Linked DNA regions of Callithrix jacchus: region 2 is linked to region 1. Evidence: chromatin contacts called from public Hi-C data. All regions are on one chromosome and are shown on one strand. Each heading gives the region's core, a stretch centred on a gene start, on an enhancer-like site or on the middle of the called end of the contact. The rest is flanking DNA. Distances are from core to core; before and after follow the strand shown.

Region 1 (5,664 bases), core at 2,061-4,560:
GACATTTTTTTCACTCATGGCTATTTTTTATTGGTTGGTCCCAGGGTAGATATTTGAACCACAGTGAGAAAAGGTCTATATCAGAAAGATGTAAGCAGCAACAAAACACCTGACAAACACTTTCTTAAATTATTTTTTCTCATCTAACAAGAAGTTCAAAGGTAAGCAGCCCAGGGCTGGTGTATCTGCTCAAGAATGTCATCGGGACTCAGACTCCTTCTATCTAACTGCTCCGCAAACTTTGACATGGAACTTTCAGAGTCTTAGTCACAAAGTGGTTGCTGCAACGCCAGACATTACAATCAATATTACTATAGGGAAGAATTAGGGAGAAGCTAAGGGGACTGAAAGGATAGGTAACATGAGTTGGTCCCTTACATAAAATCTCCCTGAAATGTAATCTATACATTTGTGAAAAAATAATTTTAAAATTACACCAGTTAAAGAAAAAGCAAGTCAACAACACTAAATTGCATTGGATATTTAGACTACATACAGCTTTAAGAACCAATTATTTTAATGATCTATGTAAGCATTTGCTACTATAGACCTAAAAGTTTAAAATACAAGTTCCAGGACAAAAAATTGAGTTAACATTTTAAAAATTCTACTTCCTTGCCAATCTTACCACTCCTCCCATCACCCCACCAAAATTTCTGATGAGTTGGGCAGAAGCATGCCAAGGTAAACACAGATTTTCTGTAATATTTGCCTGAGTTTCTATATCTATCTGAAAGCAACAGAACTAAGTGAATTTAGCAATACATTTCTTAACTTTGGCTTTCAGAATTTGATAATTGTTGAAAATAGTATAGTTTAGTAAAAATAGTGAGAATGCGTGTGTGTGTGTGTGTGTGTGTTGTTAGAAGGTGGTAAATCTACCAGAGGGATTAACATTAGAACTCTTTCTAATATGCACCAGCAGGCCTAAAATAAGTTATGTTCAACAGGGCTTTAGGAGAAGGAAAAGTTCATAAGGATTCTGAGAAGCATGTATTATTTTGAAAAATAATACTTACTACTAATACCTGTAAGTCTAGTCAGAATCATTTTTGTGATAGGATCACATAAAAAATAAAGTTGCAAAGCGATGCAAGAAACTAAGCTAAAAAATAGATGAGAACTTCTAATTTACACCTTACTTTCTACAGCTAATTAGAAACTTTTTATTTGTCCCAACTAGTTTTCTGATGTAAGAAATTACTTAGATTAGTGATATCTTTTTTTTTTCCTCCACACACTGACAAATATGATTTAAATACGAGTATCCCACTTGGGAACAATTTGAACCCCCAGAAAGGTGATTTAAACCCATACTAACCAAGCTATTGAAGCCTTTCTTATGCATTAAATAACAGGTTGCCAGTAGGGAGGGTGTGGGGAACCAGAGGAAGAACGGAGAGGCCCTTTGCTTAGAAAGGCTAAGGATGAGAGGGATGGAAACCTGGAAGCTAGTACACAATTTGCTCAGCATCAGCCTCTGTGACTGGGCGAATGTTTAAAACAGTCTGTTCTTACTTAGCTTTTACTAACCTTATGGGTATTTGCAGAATTAGAGCAATAATGAAGGATCTTCTTACAAATAAACGAGCAGAGAGGCTCCTTTTCATTTGATGAGGTTCATTTCTCATCACCAGGCCCAGCCCAACCCCATCACAGGCATCCAGAAGAGGGCATCAACCTTTCCTACAATGATCATTCTCATTTCCTTGCCTCCACTTCTAACTTGGCCTCCTGGCAGGTGGTGCTATGGCTAAAAGCTAATTGTTTTTCTTCCCTAAAAGTAGCTTAGTCACAGGCCGGGCGCGGTGGCTCACGCCTATAAACCCAGCACTTTGGGAGGCCGAGGAGGGTGGATCACGAGCTCAAGAGATCGAGACCATCCTGGTCAACAAGATGAAACCCCGTCTCTACTAAAAATACAAAAATTAGCTGGGCACGGTGGCACGCGCCTGTAGTCCCAGCTACTCGGGAGGCTGAGGCAGGAGAAATGCTTGAACCCAGGAGGCGGAGGTTGCGGTGAGCCGAGATCGCGCCATTGCACTCCAGCCTGGGTAACAAGAGCGAAACTCCGTCTCAAAAAAAAAAAGTAGCTTAGTCACTTCTCAACCCAAGCCCTTACTTTCCATTGATTCTCAGTGGTGAGGCTTGGGCAAGCACACCCACCTTGCTAACATCATGTCCCAGTGGGAGAACTGCCAGGTGCAGTTGTGGGTGGATAAGATACCAATTGGTCCGACTCAAAAGCCGTGGAGATTCCGTCAGTGCATCCCGCCACTAAGAAAAAACTTGTGGCAACAGCTACCAGTGGCTTAAATTATTATCTACCACTAGAAATTAAAATAATCGTGGAGACTTATGGGACAAATTAGCCCATGACAATAGTTCTCACACTTTTGCGCCCAGGAACCATGAAGCTGTGGTATGGTTACAGCGGGGACAAAGAGCTGCCTGTCACATGTTAGCTTCTTTCCTCGTTTCTTTAAAGGGTGGGGGAAGGGAGCCAGAGTGGGAGGACGTGTGGACTTTGCCCTGCCTAGTTTGCAGCCGTTGTTGTAAGTACTAAACGTGAGCAATATTTGAAAGACCCTACAGTACAATAACTATTTTTAAAATTCTTCTTAATCACCAAAACGCACCAAGTCAGGAATTTTCTACTGGTTAACGGAAACAGTCACTTTGCCTTTCGTTTTTCTAAAACAAGTAGGCACTATGGAAGCAACGCCTGGGTAAATCTTGAGGACAGAACGGTGGTGCGGACTGGATCACAGAAACTCTTCTCCCAGATCCCCTTCCGAGCCCATTACTTGCTTCTCCCACTCTCTTTAGAAAATCATCCTTAAGCAAGACGTTTCCCAGCCTGCTCATCCCCGCCCCCTCAAGCCCTAGAAACTCTAGAGGACCAGGACCCAGGGCGAAGGGCGGGTTTGTATATCCTGGGCCGGGATCTGCATTCTGCAAACTCTGAAAATGTAAGCGCGACTACGTTCTCTGCCGCATTTCTGCCCCGGTCCGCCCTCAGCCTCCCAGCCCTACTCTATCTTCTTCCCGAGGCCGAAAGACAGCCGCCCCAAGGTTGTATGTGATCAGAAAGCCCATCTTATCTCTCGGGCAGCTTCCACAGCACGTCCCATCCCCCCCCGCCCCCGCTCTCCTCGCCTCAGATCAGCCCTTCCGGGCGCTCCGGATTCTTATCTCCCGCCAGCGCCGGGACGCGGCAGGCGGCGATAGGAGCAGGACTACATCTCCCAGCGTGCCCCGCTTCGCGCCCGCGCCGCGGGAGCCCGAAGCGCCGGCAGCGGCCCTTCCAGAAGGGTTCTCTGCTTTCGGGGCTCGCGGGCTCGGGATTGCCGGGGGGCTCTGAGGCTCGACTCTGGGACCCAGGCACTGCCCGGGGTGACCGTGCGGGAGTATGGCCTTGCAGCTGGGCAGGCTGAGCGCAGCCCCTTGCTGGCGCGCGGCGCGGGGCGGCTGCGGAGGGCCCCGCGCCTGGTCCCACCGCGGCTGTGAAGGTCTCTGCGCCGGGTCCCCGTGCAGCGCAGCCGGACGCATCTGCCGGCCCCCTGGCCCGGTTGGCACGGAGCAGAGCCGCGGGCTGGGGCACGTCCCGACGGCGAGAGGCGGCACCTGGCAGGGGACAGGGCTGGCCGCGGCGCTGGCGGGGGTGGTGGGGCTGGCCGCCGCCGCCTTCGGGCATGTGCAGCGGGCGGAGATGGTGCCCAAGAGCTCGGGGACGCGGGAACCTTCGCTGGGGAGGCCAGAGGAGGAGGATGAGCTGGCCCGCCGCTGCAGCTGCTTCATGGCCGCGCCTGTGACCGACCTGGGCGAGCTGCGAAGGAGGCCGGCCGACATGAAGACCAAGATGGAACTGCTGATCCTGGAGACCCAGGCGCAGGTGTGCCAGGCTCTGGCACAGGTAGACGGGGGTGCCAGCTTTTCTGTGGACCGGTGGGAGAGGAAAGAAGGTAAGGAAGCCGGCCACTAGCGGAAGGTGGAGATGAGTGGAAAAAAGGTCAGGTTCCAGGTTTCAGACAGAAAACATAATAGTTCACAGTACGGGATAGGGTAGTAGGTAGCGGGTACCCACAGAGAGGCTGCTTGGTTAAGAGACTGCTGATAAAAAGAGGGACGCTGAAAGGGTCGCCACCCCTCTGCTTGCAGGTATGGACACGGATCAGCTGTCACTCGAGTACTGCATTTCAAAATCTTTGCAATTCCATAGCAGAATTTTTTGTAGAAATCTTAAGTGATATTTGCAGCTAACAAGCTTAGATGTCCAAAGTTTGCTATTGAACATAAATTTCAGTAGATTAGGGAACACAGTTTATCTCCTTCTCTGGGTGAATTTGCCCTTTTTCCTTTTTAGGATATAGAACTCATCTCCTGCCCGCTAAGTGTCAGCTAAACTCCTCCAGTTAGGGTATCATTGTGTCAGACTCTTCCCACTTCTTTTTAATATTGCGCAAGATATATTTGATTGGTTTCTCAGTAGCGCTACCAAATGCACCCATCAGGTTTCCTGCTAGGAAAATCTTCCCTTTCAATGGCAAAATATTTGAGCATCAAAATCCAGTTCTCATAGAGGCATACATTCATGACACGTTGTTGCCCATACAGGGAAACCCCACATCTTGAGTGGAAACTTGAAGGATTCCTGACTTTTCCTAGCTGGAAATACAACAGCAGCTTCTCACCAGCAGATTTCGATCTGTGATACTGCCACATCTATATTGAATGGAGTCTAGTTTTCTATCGTGTAATGTTTTCAAGTAAAGACCACTGAACCAGGACACAATCTCAAGTACAAGACTAGCTGTGTGACCCTAGAGGTTACTCTTTTATGGCGTTTTCCCATCTGTGAAATATACATATATATATTTCATCTTATTTAATCCTCCTACTACACATGTATATGGATAGAATATATGTGAAGTGCTTAGAATATTGTCCGAAACATAGCATTTAGACAATTTGTTTCAGCCACTTGTCATCAGTTAGATCTTGGATAAGATGTTTTGCCTCTCTGGCCCTCAGTTTTCTCATTGGGAATATATGAGAGTTGTACAGGATCATCTTATTTCCTATCCAGCTCTAACTGTTCTTAGAAATAACAAGCCAAACATGAAATTTGATGAAACAGTGCCCTTGCAGTGACCCTAGTACCTTAAGAAAAAAATGAGTAGTAAGGCTCATACACCTGAATACTAATGTGCGTCTCACTCATATTAAGGTTCTGAATTTTTTCAGAGTTTGAATATCAATTGTTTCTTAATTGCCTGTAAATCAAATTAAAAGGTAAGCAGCCCACTGAGAAAGAAATTTTTGAAACAGTATTGATCTCTTAAATTCAGTAATAATAGAACACCCTTCAAGTCTACCCATTCCTATTTTTTACCTTAGTTAGCTTTCTCTCATATATCATAACTGTTGGATGCTGTTCTGAACAGTAGTATTTGAAAGGAGAATATTCCAATGATTGATTTCAGATGATGGCAGGAGAATGTTGAAGAAATACTCAGTTTAGTGATATAAGAAGGTCCAGTATGTGCCCAATATTAATAGCATATGTCATAAAGCTAAACTCGTTATCTAATTTTATCATACATAAAATAATAAATACACTGACATAAAAGATTTGGGAAACAGGAGGAAAATAACCATCTT
Region 2 (5,664 bases), core at 1,677-4,176, 150 kb before region 1:
ACCTAAGGCAATCTTGGTTTTTTAAGCTATAAAATGGGGCTAAAAATTCCTTTGTTGCAGGAGTTTTGTCAGGAAGATTAAATAAAATGGCATACAAAAAACACACCACGAATCAGAGTGGGTGCCAAAAAGGAGTTCCATGCTTCCCTCACCTTCTCAATAAGCATCACCTAAAATGCATGCTAAATACATCCCTGGTCCCCAATCCTGGATGGAAGCACAATTTCCATGGAAGCCATCTGGCAGTCTGCATAGTTAGCAGATGATGCTTATCAGGGAAATGTGGGAAACCTGGCATTACTCACTTCTCCCATAAGCTTCCACATGATGTGGAACACAGAAATGTCTCCAACAGAATTAAATGGCTGTGAAATCCAGTCCTCTGTCACTGAATGAGAAAACTCGTGATTTACAATTTAACAGGAGACAGGCTGATGTTTTTAAATGGTATGTCTCTTAATGGTATTCTTCTGTCAACACTATTATTCTCTGAGCCTCAACGGTTTATTGGTTTTTTTTTTTTTTTCATTGATTTAGGGCATAAGAACAAACTATCTGCAACAAATCTACTGAAATGTAGTCAGAATTGCAGTCCCATTGTACCGCACCATTTAAACAACATACAGCTCAATGTGGGACTGATACACTGAGCAACCACAGTAAAAATACAATTCAAGGAAAGCGACATGACAAGGAATGAGGATCTCGACCATGAGAACAGCTTAGGTAACCAGACCAAGGCAACAGTTTTAGAAAAATTATCTTCTTATAAGCAAAACTGCCATTATCTAAAGAGCCTCTGATGAATTTGGCCTTACTCAGAGACAATAAATAACAATCTAAGGGCATTTTTTTTTTTCGCGGATCTTGGTATGAAGAGCAGTTCTTAGCAAAATAAAAAGAAAGCAACAAACCAACTTGTGAATGTCAAATCAGCATGCCTTCAGACGGAAAATAACCTGGCAGCCTGAGCAGATCTTCCAAATATTTAACATCTCCCTGTAAATAAAAAGACAAGTTTCATGGTCTGCAGCTAGGTGAGAAAACTGAAGACCGCAAAGTCAAACATTCGGGCCAGCGTAATAGAGGCGGCCACTGGAGACCCAAGGAGTTAACTAGGCTCAAAGGTCGGCGTGGACACGAGAGCACAGAGCCCGAAGAGCTTCCAGCAGCTCTGCAGTCTCCTTAACGAGCCACCTCCTCATAGCACCCAGCTGGTCCTCGTAAGGGAAATGGGTCTTGGAGTTTAGAATCGCTGTGGTTTCCGATACACTAGCAGTCACTACTTTATTTCCACCCCTATCCCGCCCCCCCGCCACACACAGTTTTTAAATATTACCTTTCAACAGCAGCCTCTCCTACCCCGCCCGCTCCTCCCCACCGCCCTGCCAACCCCCTCTACCGAAAATCCTTTAAAAAAAAAAAAAAAAAAAAAAGGTGTTTTGGGTTTGTTTTTGGTTTCTGGACGTCGCTTTTTATATATTTTCTTTTAAGCCAAAATAACAGCACCTAAGAAAGAAGCTTGAGATTGCCGGGAGCTCCGGAGCCGGCGGCCGCAACGTGACAAGTTGTTTCTCCCTTATCTTGAAAATTAACAGCAGCCCAAACACCGCGATTTACTCACAGTCTTCCTTTCTCCTAAACTGTCTCGGTGCTTGTTTTGTTAGGTCTAGTTCTATTGCAGAGGGAAGAAGCGTTTCTCGGAAAACTTTCTACGGTAAGAGACCAGAACCTTCCAGACCCCAGCCCTCCTCGCGTACAGACCCTTTCCCAAGAAAACAATAGTGAAGGAGGCGCTGGACACTCCTCCCGGGTTCGCAGCCGGCGATTCGATGAAAGAGGGTCCCAGGGCAAATTTTCTCTGCCCCCGCGGCTCTCGGGCTTACCCGCGAGGCTGCGCGCCCCTCCTGCCCTCCATGGCTCCAGGATCCCCGGGCGCCCTCCCGGCCGCGCTGCGGCGCACCCCGGCTGGCTCGCGGGTCCCAGCGCCCGTGGCCCCCTTACTCCCCACACGCCACGCTCCCTGGGGCTGGCAGGGCGTGTGGAGGAGCAAGCACCCCTCCGCGTCCCCACCCCCAACCCTGACCTCAGAGGCAGAAACGCCGGAGGGTCGGGGCGGCACACACCCCAGGCCGCCCGGTCCCGGCCCAGGACGCGGGCTCCCCGCACCCCAATCTCCCTCACCCGGGCACTGCGAACCCACAGCGAAGCCGGCCGGCGAGAGTGCCCTTCCGAGGCCCAGCAGCTACGACCTCAAAGGCGTGCGGGGCTCCGTGATCGGGTGGGGGGCCGCTCTCGATCCAGCCCGCTGCTCCTCTCCCGCGGCGCCTGCCGCATCGGGCCGCCGGAGCCGCGGCCGGCGGAAACCAGAGGAAGGTGGCGCGGGCACGATTCCTTCCTCCCGGATCCGGCGGGGGAGCAGAGGAGGGCGCAGTGCTGCGCGGAGTCTCAGGCTCCCGCCGGCCCGCGCGCTGCCCGCGGCTCCGGAGTCCCGGTCCTGGGCGACTGCGCCGAGCGCTCTGGAGCCGCGGGAAGCTACTCCACTTGCGCGGTGATCGCGGCCGCCGCTGATTCGCCGAGCAAGGTGCGAAGCGGCTGGAGGCTGCGGGCCTCGCTGTTCCCAGGGCGGCGACGCGGGAGCGCAGCCCAGTCAGTCCCTACCTTTCGGGCGGGGCGGACTCCACCGCGCGCCCTTGCCGGGCGCCGGGGCCGGAAAATCACCGCGGAGGGAGGGACGGGGAAAGGCGGCGGGTGGCTTCAGGACAAGGTAGGAGGATCGATTTCCACAGCCAAGAAGACACTCCCATCCCGCCCTGGTGTGTTTGGAAAGCTGCAGGAGCTGGAGTGAGGGGCGGCGGGACACTCCCCTTCCCGGCCGTGCTGGCGGGCGCAGAGGCAAACACGGAGGCTCGTCGCGCCGCGGACTGTGACACAAAGCTCAGCCGAAGGTTTGGTCCCATCCGAAAGGGAGGAGTGTGCAGAGAGCTCCTGAATTCCGGGGCTCTGCCCTCCAAGAGCAAATGTGTGAGTACTTTTTATCTTTTGAAGCTGACAATAACTTTAGGGAGAACGAAGGTGGAACGTGTTTTGCCTTTTGGCTCCCTAGAAAAAAGCCTACGTTATTAATGTCCTCTTACTTGGATGGCTCTGAATACTTTTTAAAACGTGTCTGTCAAATAATTCCTTGTCTAGAAACATTCAAGTCATAGCTGCAACCTTTGGGCACTAAGCAGTGTAATCACGTGGGATCAAATGACCCCAGAGAGAAGACCCACGGATTTTGATGCAATTCAAAGTTGGCAATATGTCATGAAGTGGAACAAAGTCCTTCATCTGTGATGGGCTTTCTGGTATTTCTCACGGGGTGTCTCTGTCTCTCTCTCTCTCTCTCTCTCTCTCTCTCTCTCTCTCTCTCTCTGTCTCTCTGTCTCTCTCTCTCTCTCCATATCTATATCTATAGATACAGATTTTTTTTTTTTTTTGAGACAGGATCTTGCACTCCAGGCTGCAACCTCTGCCTTCCCGGCTCAAGCGATTCTCCTGCCTCAGCCTCCCAAGTAGCTGAGATTACAGGCGCACCCCACCACACCCAGCTAATTTTTGTATTTTTAGTAGAGATAGGGTTTCACTATGTTGGCCAGGCTGGATCCAAACTCCTGACCTCAAGTGATCCGCCTGCCTCCACCTGCCAAACTGCTCTGGTATTTGTCTTAATTATAACAACAGCCCGGGGAGGTACCATTTGTTATTTTCCCAATCTTACTAAGCAAAAAAAAAGCTGAAGGGCTCAGATAATTCATATTCTTTGCCCTTTCTACAGATTGCCTTTCACATAACCTACACAGATTTCGTAATTTTAAACGTGGCTCTTGAGACATCAGGATAGTGAAAGAGTTTGAGGGAAGTTGTCAATTTGAACTAATTGGTGTTGAAGTGTACTCTGCTCTTTTAATTTCTTCTGGGTTCTTCATGTACATCTTGTTCATGATCTTAAAAACTAAAACTGTATTTCTCCTCATTGACTCTGGCCTTCTGGACTTTTTGAATCTGCAAAGTAATGTGCTAAGAAGAGAGGCTCTCTGCTGTTCTGAGGTGACGTTTGTGTTTCATATTTGGTAGTGGCCAGTAACTACTGTTCACCCCAACCTAGTTCAAAAGCTGTCTCTTCCACTGACCTGCTGTGTGACTTTGGGCAAGTGGCTTCATCACAGTGGGCTTCTTTTTTGTCAGGTGTAAAGTGAGATACTACAACTTCTCTTGAAGTGTAATTAGGATAAAAACAGTCTCTGTTGTAAAGAAGCTCGGCACAGTGCTTGCCACAAAACGCATCAGTTCAGGAAGTCAAATGTTGACTTTAAAAATAACACTAAAAATATTAACTACCAGTCATTGCCCACCATGAGTCAGCCATGCACCATGCGTTGTATTGGTTCTCTCACTCAACCTGCAAGCCAGTCATGGTAGAAAGGAAGGAACAGAGTTACGTGGTTAAGTGATATACTGCCTGCATTGGAGCTGTGACTCAAAGGAAAGCACCTAGGGACAAATTCATTGTTCTTTCCAAGATATCACCACTATGTAACTCTCTGTGGTGGGCGGTGGTTTTGATCTGTGTAACATTCATTTTTAAAAATTCAGGATATATTACTGTATGGGCACATGATTGCTATTATGTAAATGTTTTATATTCCTGTGGAAACCGACAAAGACTTAAGTAGGGTGATGGAATTAAAAGTTTTTAGTCCTCTCCGGGTTAGTGCTTCTGGTCATTGTTTTGAAAAAAAAAAATGCTCTCCCAATATATGTATATTTAATTCAGTCTTTTGATAGAAGATTTATTCTAATAAGCTGGGAGGGGAAAGCCACAAAGGTGGAGAGAACTCTTGGGACATGCAAGGTCTTTCAAAAGCCTCTAAAATCATAATTTTCAGGCAGTGTACATATAGGGCTGGCCCCGTTTTGCTAGGTTTGTTTTTTGGTTATGGTGGTGCAATCTCTTCGAAATAAATGCTGTTGTTTCATAGGCTGTGGCCTATGTGTACCGCTGACAGGTAGAGGCCAGGTTCCCCACATTACCACAGGAGGCCATTCAGCACTTGTAAATGTGCACTCTAGAACAGACCAAAGAAAGTATTTCCTTCTCATCCCCACTGTAGACCTGCCTTCTAAATTCTCATGTTCTTTCCCAAGTACAGCCTTTTCTGACATGATTGATGGCAAGAATGTCTACGCCTTGTAGGAGAGACCTACTCATAAGGGTGTGCTCTCAGCACGACAATCAAATCAGATCATAGTAGGTGAACCCCAGGACTGGAGCTACCTATAAAGTGACAGCAGTCCACAATATCCTCTTATAAAATAATTTTTAAAATATAAAAATTACATTTTATAATATAAAAATCCTCTTATAAAATAATCTTTAAAAGCAGGGTGAGGTGGCTCATGCCTGTAATCCCAGCCCTTTGGGAGGCTGAGGCGGGTGAATCATGAGGTCGAGAGATTGAGACCATCCTGGCCAACATGGTGAAACCCCATCTCTACTAAAAATACAAAAATTAGCTGGGTGTGGTGACGTGCGTCTGTAGTCCCAGCTACTCAGGAGGCTGAGGCAGGACAATTGCTTGAACCTAGGAGGTGGAGGTTGCAGTGAGCCGAGATTGTGCC

Evidence for each region. Hi-C and Micro-C count contacts between places; a contact is called where the count stands out from the background.
Region 2: a contact with region 1 is called in a Hi-C map of skeletal muscle, with 3 times the contacts expected there. The contact joins the promoter of ST3GAL6 here to the promoter of CPOX in region 1. A contact is called at or near these places in 2 of 3 Hi-C or Micro-C datasets (both in skeletal muscle).

What each region holds. Positions count from the first base shown.
Region 1 is chr15:89,725,129-89,730,792 of calJac240_pri, reverse strand. CPOX (coproporphyrinogen oxidase) reads left to right here and starts at 3,310. Exons shown (of 7, transcript XM_002758871.4): 1 at 3,310-3,965. The coding sequence starts at 3,413.
Region 2 is chr15:89,870,784-89,876,447 of calJac240_pri, reverse strand. It overlaps ST3GAL6 (ST3 beta-galactoside alpha-2,3-sialyltransferase 6), which reads right to left and starts at 2,926. Exons shown (of 14, transcript XM_078352205.1): 1 at 2,662-2,926.